Linked DNA regions of Sus scrofa: all the other regions are linked to region 2. Evidence: chromatin contacts called from public HiChIP or PLAC-seq and promoter capture Hi-C data. All regions are on one chromosome and are shown on one strand. The core of a region is the stretch at or near the end of the contact, and the rest is flanking DNA. Distances in the headings are between cores, read along the strand shown. Region 1 holds the start of IPMK (inositol polyphosphate multikinase). Region 2 holds the start of C14H10orf10 (protein DEPP). Region 3 holds the start of ERCC6 (DNA excision repair protein ERCC-6).

Evidence for each region. Promoter capture Hi-C pulls out the DNA fragments that hold promoters and counts their contacts. HiChIP or PLAC-seq counts read pairs in DNA pulled down with a chosen protein or histone mark.
Region 1: an H3K27ac HiChIP or PLAC-seq map of alveolar macrophages shows a contact between it and region 2. The contact joins the promoter of IPMK here to the promoter of C14H10orf10 in region 2. A contact is called at or near these places in 1 of 5 promoter capture datasets (liver) and 1 of 2 datasets of contacts at active chromatin or transcription factors (alveolar macrophages).
Region 3: a promoter capture Hi-C map of fetal liver shows a contact between it and region 2, with 4 times the contacts expected there. The contact joins the promoter of ERCC6 here to the promoter of C14H10orf10 in region 2. A contact is called at or near these places in 1 of 5 promoter capture datasets (fetal liver) and 1 of 2 datasets of contacts at active chromatin or transcription factors (alveolar macrophages).

The regions. Positions count from the first base shown.
Region 1 is chr14:92,382,064-92,384,882 of Sscrofa11.1, forward strand. It overlaps IPMK (inositol polyphosphate multikinase), which reads left to right and starts at 1,408. Exons shown (of 6, transcript XM_021073222.1): 1 at 1,408-1,942. The coding sequence starts at 1,753. It overlaps CISD1 (CDGSH iron-sulfur domain-containing protein 1), which reads right to left and starts at 239. Exons shown (of 3, transcript XM_021073223.1): 1 at 36-239. The coding sequence starts at 60.
Region 2 is chr14:91,116,962-91,120,081 of Sscrofa11.1, forward strand. C14H10orf10 (protein DEPP) reads left to right here and starts at 1,371. Exons shown (of 2, transcript XM_003359280.4): 1 at 1,371-2,019; 2 at 2,596-3,120. The coding sequence starts at 2,623. The region is part of intron 3 of RASSF4 (Ras association (RalGDS/AF-6) domain family member 4); the gene reads right to left.
Region 3 is chr14:90,074,643-90,077,562 of Sscrofa11.1, forward strand. ERCC6 (DNA excision repair protein ERCC-6) reads right to left here and starts at 1,269. Exons shown (of 23, transcript XM_021073703.1): 1 at 1,177-1,269.

The DNA of each region.
Region 1 (2,819 bases), core at 158-2,657, 1.3 Mb after region 2:
CCGCCAGCCTTACCCACTCCCAGGCCCCACTTCACCTCGTACGCTGGAAGTCGTACTCATGGCGCCGTCGCTTGCAAGGATGTGCACTGGACGCTGAGCACAAACCGGCTCGCGCGGACAGCGGGAGTCAAGGGGCGACCAGCGACGGTCCTAAGGGCACCGACTCCAGGCTGCTACCGCGCAGGCGCCGCGACGATCGGTAAGCACGTGTGTATTATCCGTCAGGCTAGTGCTGAGCATGCGCAGAGCTGTGTCCCGGGCCTTTGGGAGATCTTGAGTCCGGATTTTGACAGCCGCAGGAGGGGGGAGGAGGGAGAGACCTAGAGAAGTAGCGACCTAGAGAGGTAGCAACTGAGTTTGCGCAATCCTTAGGCGCTTGGTTCTGGAGCCCAGGAAAAGGGCCTTTGGAATAGGGAGTCCAGGCCAGGTTTTATGTTTCTCCCAGGTGCGCGGATTTCTCTGGACCGAGAACAAGTGCTGATGTAACACTTGCCAAAATCAGATATCTAAGGTTTTACCCCACATTTTCTTGTTTAGTCTGGTACCTGCAGGGCGAAGTCCAGTTATATGAAATGCCAGTGACAGACACAGGAACCCACTGTGATGTCTCATTCTAGGCTCTCCCCTCGCTCCCACTGTGCATCCCTTTTTTCTGCCTACCCAATTCTCCATCTATTGAGGACCTTGGATCTTGCCTTAACGTAAGGGACCTTGCCTTAACACAACTTCGTGTTGAGGGAGGGGAAAAAAACCTGGCTCTTTTCATTAAGAGAAAAAAAATGATCACTTAAAAAAGATTATTCCTTATCTTTTGCAGTCTGATATAGGTGTCGGTTTCTTTTTCTTTCTTTTCTTAGTTGCTTAGGGGCACCAATTTTCGGAGGGGGTATAGTATTACTTGAAGGGTGTTTTGCAGGCGCGTCTGCTAAGAAACTGCCAGTTTTTACTCCTGTTGTATCTGTGCGGCTGGGGATTGTAGGGAGGTAATCGCAGTTAAAGGGTGGCCTCACAAGTCATCCTGGGCACAGCCACCCTCCTAACTCTCCTAACGCGGGACTGACTGGTCCTCACAATTGGGAGCCTCTGGCATCTTTGAGCCGGACCCCGGTAAGCGTGCAAACGCGCACTGAATGAATGAGGACACAACAGCCCTGCAGGCGTCACACGGCCAGTCAGGGTGGGGACAAGAAAGGCCGCCAGCGTCTTCCCAGCATCCAGGTCGCCTTCCGCTCGCCCTGGCGGCCGGGGCGCACGCCCCGCCGCGGGGGTCCCGTCGGGCGGCCTCTGGGCATGCTCAGTGGCGGCAGCGGCCGCTGGTCGCGCAGTCGGAAGCTTGCGGCGGAGGCGGCGGTGCAGGCGGCGCTGACGCGCGCGCGGCAGCTAAGGGGACTGGAGGACGGCGGGAGGGGGCGGGGGCGCGGGAGGTGGGGCCGCCGTCGCCGTCAAGGCCCCTGGGAGCGCGGGGCGCCGCAGCCGCAGCTCATCCGCTCGGATCCGTCTCCGGGGCTGCGCCGGGGCCGGCGGCGGAGCTGAGGGAGCAGGGAGCCGCGCTCTGCCCAGAGTTGGGCAGGGGAGCGCCCGCGCCTCTGCGGCGTCATGGGCCCCCTCATCGGGCCACAGCGGCCACCAGCCGCAGAAACCCCCGGGCCTCCTCGCGGCCGAGACTGAGCGACCCTCGGTTCTCGGCGCCCCCTCCCTCCGCCCTATTTACCCCCCTGCTCTCACTGCCGCTAACCGCTTCAGCTCTCCGTTATGGCAACGGAGCCACCATCCCCTCTCCGGCTCGAGGCTCCCGGCCCCCCAGAAATGCGGACCCCAGCGGCGAGCGAGGCCGCCCCCGAGGGTACCCCGAAGCCGGCTGGCGGCAGGCTCCGCTTCCTCAACGGCTGCGTGCCCCTCTCGCATCAGGTGGCTGGGCACATGTACGGGAAGGACAAAGTGGGTAAGTGGGGGTGGCGCGGCGTTCGTTGCTCCCCTTCCGCCTTCGAGAGACCCCGGCCGACCGAGGCAGCCTGGTGCTCACCCGCTGGGGAGGCGCCCCTCCGCGCCCTCAAGCCGCACCCCCGGTCTCTTCCGCTTTCCACCAAGAGCCTCGCGACCAGTGCGTGCACCAGGGGCTGGAAAAGTGGGGACATTTCTTGGGTGTGGGGCGTCAGGCCGGCAGCGGGAGGTGGCGAGAAGAGGAGTGTCTAGACTCCCCAGGGAGGGTGAGTACCGATTCGTTGTTGGTGAAAATAAGGAACTTCATCTTTACAGGACGGGAAGTAAATTATCCCCAGAGCACAAGGTCTGTTTATTATAGGCGGGTAGCTAGTATTGCAAAAGAACAGGAATGAAATGCAGATGATGGTAATCTAGTGCTTCTCTTTTGGGTGCAGCTGCATAGCTGGAGGGGAGGAAAAAACAGGTTTTTTTTTTTTTTTTAATGTTTGTTTGTTTGGGTTTTGTTTTGTTTTGAAAGCAAGTCCCAGCTTATCCGGGATCTCTCTCCTAGCCTCCTCGAGAGGCTTTTCTGATACCTCCTGCATTTCTTTGGGAGGCGTGGTTCCAGTAATGCTGAAACACAGGGGGAAATAGAGCCTGCTTGTAGCATGGTACAAGGATAAGACATTCAGTTATTCTTGGTCATCTTTGTAAGACTGTATCGTGGCCTTTCTAATACATTTTTTTAGCTCACAGAGTTAAAAGCACAATCTAGGGCCTTTTTATTCTCTTGGTGGTGTAAAAATTCAGTTTAGGAACTGTAATTCACCCAGCTTACTCAAACTGGTTCCTAGGCCATGATTACATGGGGAATCAGATGAATATGTGAATAATGC
Region 2 (3,120 bases), core at 121-2,620:
CCCGCCACCTCTCCGTTAGCCTTCAGTCTGACCCCATTGGAATGGAGGGGAGGTCCTCTCAGCCTGAAGCTTCTTGGATCAAATCAGAGGAAGCCCAGCATAGAGGAGAGGGACCTCTAGGCCCCTGGGAAGCCTTCCCAGGCAGGTGGGGAAGGATGTGGCAGCAGAGGCAGGACTAGAACACAGGTCCCAAGACCTGGGATTTCTATAAGCTGGGAAATCACTGTGGGCTCTAATACACTCGTCAACACTTCCCTCCTCAATTCAGCCTACTGGCTAATTTGCTAATTGCTAACAAAACCTAAGAGAGCCAGAGAGGCTCTACAGAAGCCTCCAGATAGAAGAGCCATCAAGGTGGGAACTGCCACGTTTAACAGAAATCCTGATCTCCCAGCTGGCTGGCCCCATGCCTCAGTCCATCAGGAATACCCTATCCAGAATACATGAACTTGGGACTGTCAGGTCCTCCTGTTTGCTCAGCACCTGGGATCCATCAATCAGACCTCAGGCTTGGGCTGTTGTATCAATGACTGCTTTCTGTCCTCTGCCTGTGGATACAAGACAGGTGTCTTCCAGGAGGGCCCATGATGGGAGTATGGCCTGAGGCCTGTCTGAGAAGTACTGGTACTGGCTCTTTACAAGAGCTTCCCCAGGGTTTCCCACCTCATCCTCAGCAGCCTCCTGTGCTGACACACTCATCCCTAGTCATTGGCAGTGGCCTGGGTGCTCCCCAGTCTCCCTGTTAGCTGTCCCTTGAAAGCCCATGAGCAGCGGCTAAGTCAATCCTTTGAAGCAGAAGCCAGACTCTTGCACCCTCAATGGAACACTGCAGTCCTACTATTACCTTCAGAGAGAAAACCAATGTCCATGCCAAGACCCACTGGCCTACCCCACCCCACCATGGGCCAACCATGTGGCCCCTGGCTGTCCCCTGAGCATGCCCAGCAGACTCTCCACAGTGGCTCTGCACATGCTGCCCCCTTGGCTGGGAAGGCACGGCCTTCATTTGCTCAGCTCTCTGCTCAATGTCCCCTTTCAGCGAACACACTCCTGACCTCTCTACCACAGTGCAGCTGGACTTTTCTTTGCAGCCATAATCAACGCCCAACATTACAGCACCTATTCACCAAGTACTTACTGCTCTCCTGCACTAAAAATTAAGCTCTGGGACACAATGACTTGTTCACTGCTACGTATAGAACAGTCGCTGGTACACAGGAATACTAGTTAGATACCTGGGGAACAAATAAGCTGCCAGTTCTCATTTGAAAGCACCACCCCTGGGAAGTGGCAAGACCAGGACTCCACAGGCTGTCCTTAGTTCCAGACGAAGGTGGGCACATCTTGACTCCTAGAAGGCCCAGGAAGCCTGGCCTTGGCTACCTCCTTGCACTGCCCTGTCTGGCAAGCCCTCTAGCAGGTGCAGGCCCAGGTCTCTATCTAAGCTAGCACAGGGCCAGTGTCCTGGGGTTGCAGGATGCTGGTGGAAGATATAATGGAAACATTTCTAGGCAGCGGTGGCAGGTCCTAGGGCTGCTTGTGGGAGCCCAGTGGAGTCCCTGCCTCTCCCAGTGGCCTGAAGTGGCCAGGACTTGTGGCCGCCCCACCCCGGCCCTGCAGAGTAAACATTCCCAGAACCTCCCACAGGCATAAACACTTGCTCCAAGCTGGCAGCTGGGCCAGGCCCCGCCTGCCAAGCTGTTTTCCTCTGAGAGCCTTCCTGAGCCCTGCTATTTTTGGCCCTCGTGACAGTAATTGATTGCTGGTGGAAAGGTATAAAAGCAACTGCCAGCCTCAAAGTTCGCCAGACAGCTTGGGAGGGACTCCGCTCTGGACAGCAGTACATGGGACAGAGGCCGTGGTACATCATCCTCGTTTTCCTCCGGCCAGCGATCTGACGAGGGACACAGGGTCCAACCGCTGGACCCCGATCTCTTTGCCCCAAGCTTCCTGGGACCTTTCCTCGGACTCCTTTGCCCATCCAGCATCCCTGCTACCCCCAGGCCCCCTCAGCTACAGGTAAGAGAGAGCTACTGCCCTCCGGTTTGAGGTAAAACAGAGAGGCTTTGTGGGGCTTCAAGGGCTGTTCTCAGCCTGGGACGTGCACAGCCTCACTGCAGGTTAGAGAACAGGACGCAGCTAGTGGCCATGACAATTATATTCATAAAGGAGTGTTATATTCATAAACGGATTTCACATGAGGTGTCCTTCCGTATGTTCCTCCCAGCGCCCTGGAGAGTGGGTATTTATAACCCTGTTTTTCAGATGAGTGGAGGCTTGGAGAGCTGACTTGGCCGAAGGACCCCAGGTCAGAAAGTACAGAGCTTGGTTTGAAACCCAAGTTTTCTCTGACTCCAGTCTCTTAGGCTTGGTTCTCTTATTTGTACAGGTTCTTACCCAACAGTAAGGATAGAGCCTGAAGTAATATCAGGGGGAAGGAAAAGTCCAGGAGTTCAAGCCTCTTCTTGTATCTGTAGACTTGAAACTGCTCTCAGGCATACAATTCACACAGGGAGCCTCAGATGGGGGAGGGGACCCAGGAGGGGTGTCAGGGTATTGGCAGTGTCTCATCCCCTTTCCTCTGTCAACCAACAGTTTGCAGTTTCCCCGTGGCAAGGAGCCATGAGGTCCCGGCTCTTGCTTTCTGTGCCCCATCTGCCCACAATTCGGGAGACCTCAGAGGAGATGCTGCCTGTGGGGCCCGGAGAGGAACCCCCTGCCTCCCCCAGCCTGGATGACTACGTGAGGTCCATTTGTCAGCTGGCACAGCCCACCTCAGTGCTGGACGAGGCTGCAGCCTGGGCCCGGCCTCGTAGACCCCACCGACCAGGCCGTTCCTGCGAGAAGAGCCGCTCTGATGGGTCCCTTCAGGACATCACCACCCACTTCAGCGGCCAGCAGCCTGTGCTGCCCAGGGCCGGCCCGGCTGACCCCCTGGACTGGCTCTTTGGGGAGTCTCAGGAAAAGCGGCCAAGTAGAAGGGACCTGCCAAGGAGGACTGGACTCCCTGCGGACCCCCAGGCTCTGCGTAAAGAAACCAACAGTGGCAAGGCCCAGGGGGGCCCCAAAGGGAGGCTGTGTGAGGCCAGGGCCCCAGAGCACTCTCTGGAGAGACCACTG
Region 3 (2,920 bases), core at 19-2,518, 1.0 Mb before region 2:
GTATGACAAAATAACAGAGGAGGCTAAATGACAATGTGGAGTTAGGCATGAGGTGTAGAGGCCTCTTGATAAAGTGATATTTGACCCAGTATCTGAAGGATAAAGAGGAGTTAACAGGCCAAAAGTGAACATTTTGCAAAGAAACAGCATGTGTAATTTCTAAGGCTGGTAGGAGCTGGTGTGTTTGGAAAAATGGAAGAAGGCTGGAGCAGAAGTTTTGATTTTATTTTACATGAATATCAGAGTTAAAGGAGATAATAATGACTCCATTTATTGTGTAAATTCTACAGAATATCTTGTCACACTCTACAAGGCTTAATCATCTGAGAAAACAGCGTCTTCATTGTCCTCCTTTAAGCACTGGGGCTCTGTGGCATGCGCTGGATTCTGGTTTGGAGGTCTGGTTGTATACGTGCATACCCGGGAGGGGAAGAGGCATAAGTGAAGATGGAGGGTAGACAAGGGCCAGATCACACATGGCCTGGAAAAACGAACTTAAATTTGTCTCCAAGTGTAATGGAGTGACTCTGAAGCGTTTTAAACAGGCAGAAGACGGGCATGGCTCAATTTATATTTGTAAAAGACACCTGGGCTGCGGTATGGATAAAGGATTGGAGGAAACAGTGCAACACGGACATGTTGGGACACGTACGGATGAAAAGTGACAGGAGCCTGGAACAGGGTGACAGCAGTGAAGATGGATGCTACATAGGAAATCTTTGTTACGGCATTTCAATGCAGACTGCTCAATTTCCTTCACATACTCCCACTTTATCATACCCATGCCTGCAGTAGCTGTGACATATATACCGATTCTCTTTTCAAATAACAACGCTACTGTTTCAATCGAGATCAAAGGCCGAGCTGATTCTGCGCGTGGGGGCAGAACGCAAAGCCGAAAAGTTGACACTCACTCGCCAGTTCGCCCGCCTCACGCACACCCAAAGGTTGGGACCCCAGGTCCCCCCAGATGAGCGCGCCGCAGCGTCATTTCCGGCGCAGGTGGGCTGGCACGCAGGGCGCGCGCTCCGCCCGAGGGCCGGCTCCTGGCTGCCTGAGCGAATGGGCTCCTTCACCCCAGCCAGGAGTCAAGGAGGGGTCGGGGCCGCCTGGGGAGCCCCAGCGGGCCCCAGACGTGTCCCGACCGAGGATCAACCCGGCCGCCAGAACACTCACCCCAGGGCCGCGCGGCCACCCGTACCGACACGTAGATGCAGCGGCCGCCGCCAGCACGGTAGAACCGGACGGGGCCGGCCGCGGCGCATGCGTCTTCCGTCCGCCTTAAGCACCGCCCCCAACAGGAGCCATTGGGCTGGAGCGGCTGGGGCCTGTGGCGCATGCGCCGGCCTCTAGGGTTTATTTTGAACTGCGAGCGAAGCCACATTGTATCATGCAACCCAGCCCTTCTACGTTCTAGTAGGTTGTGAATGTTGTCTAGGCTGATGACCAGTGGTTTGTGGCCGGCGCCTTACTCGTGGTGAAAAATACCTCTCTGGGAAGACGGTTATAAGAATTAAAGGGCATGTTTCCAGAGAAAGAGAGAGGTATACGAGTGTGCGGTGCTAACGTAAGTGCTTACATTAAAACCGTGAACCCTAAAGAGAAGGTAAGCTTGGCGAAGAGAGCTGGAGAACGTTACAAGTTTTAATATCCACGCGAAGTAGACGTTGTGACCTCTCTTTGGTCATCTGGCACGGCTGTTAGCAAGTGAAGAATAGGAAGAGGACTGATTTACCTCTGTTCCCCCTCTCCATCCGCCCCGCCACACACACACAGTTGGTAGTGTGTGTGCAAGTGGGCCTACAGGAATGTCTTGATTGCATTAGAGAGTCAGTCATTTAATATTTATCCTCAGGTCAAAGAGGTGAGGACGATTTTGAGCAAGGTGAGAGTTTAGCTTAGAGCATTTGAAGAAATGAAATGTTCACGCACAGGTTCAGAACAAAGGGAGGAAATTGAGCGCCACCTGAGCAAGGAGTAACCCAGAATGGGTGACAGTTGTGCCACACAGCAACTTCTTAGCCTGGGGATTCCTGCTCCAGGAGAGGTGGATTTTCCAGGGGCCAGAGCCTTAAGTCCTTTGGGAGTGGCAGTGGTTGTGGGAGGACGTTTGAGGACTAGGTAGGGAAATGTCTTCCTCATTTTGAAGCCTGAAGGTGGACAAGAAAGGAGAGTTGGGAAGTGTACTTGATTATGCTCAGTGTATTCTCCCGTTAGCAGTGCCAACCTACATGTCTGGAGCCATTGCACAGGAAAATATAACTTGTTCTTTAAAAAGAAATAATTGTAGTGATCTCTTGAATAGAATAAAATACTGGAAACAGTAACACATTGGTAAGATATTAGTTCTAATGCTTGGCTATGAAATCAGATTCTCCCAGATATATAGTGGTTCCCAACCATTTTGAAAATGAAGTCCCCTTTTTAATGTGTACTATTTTGGTGAGCCCCTATGTATCATTCAAAATTTGGACAAGATGCAGGTGGTACACTGAGACTGGGTAGTTGAGGAAAATTTATAATGTTTACAAAGGTGTAGGCAGGGTTTAGGAAAACAACTAAGGATGGCATAGTAACCCTGGGGTTAGCAAGAGACCAGGAGCCTCTCTTCCCATCTGTTTTGTGCTAAATTGCATCCCCTTAAATTCATTTGAAATTCTGACCCCCTGTACCTCAGAATTTGTGTTTGGAGATAAAGTCTTTCAAAGACCCTAAAAACTGTTAAGTGAAAAATGAGGTTGGAGTTCCCGCTATGACTCAGTGGGTTAAGGACCCAGTGTTGTCTCCCTGAAGATGCAGGTTGGATCCCTAGCCTTGTTCAATGGGTTAAGAATATGGCACTCCAATTCTGCCCCTAGCCTGAGAACTTCCATATGCTGCAGGTGTGGCCATAAAAAAAAGAAGAAAAATGAAATCATTA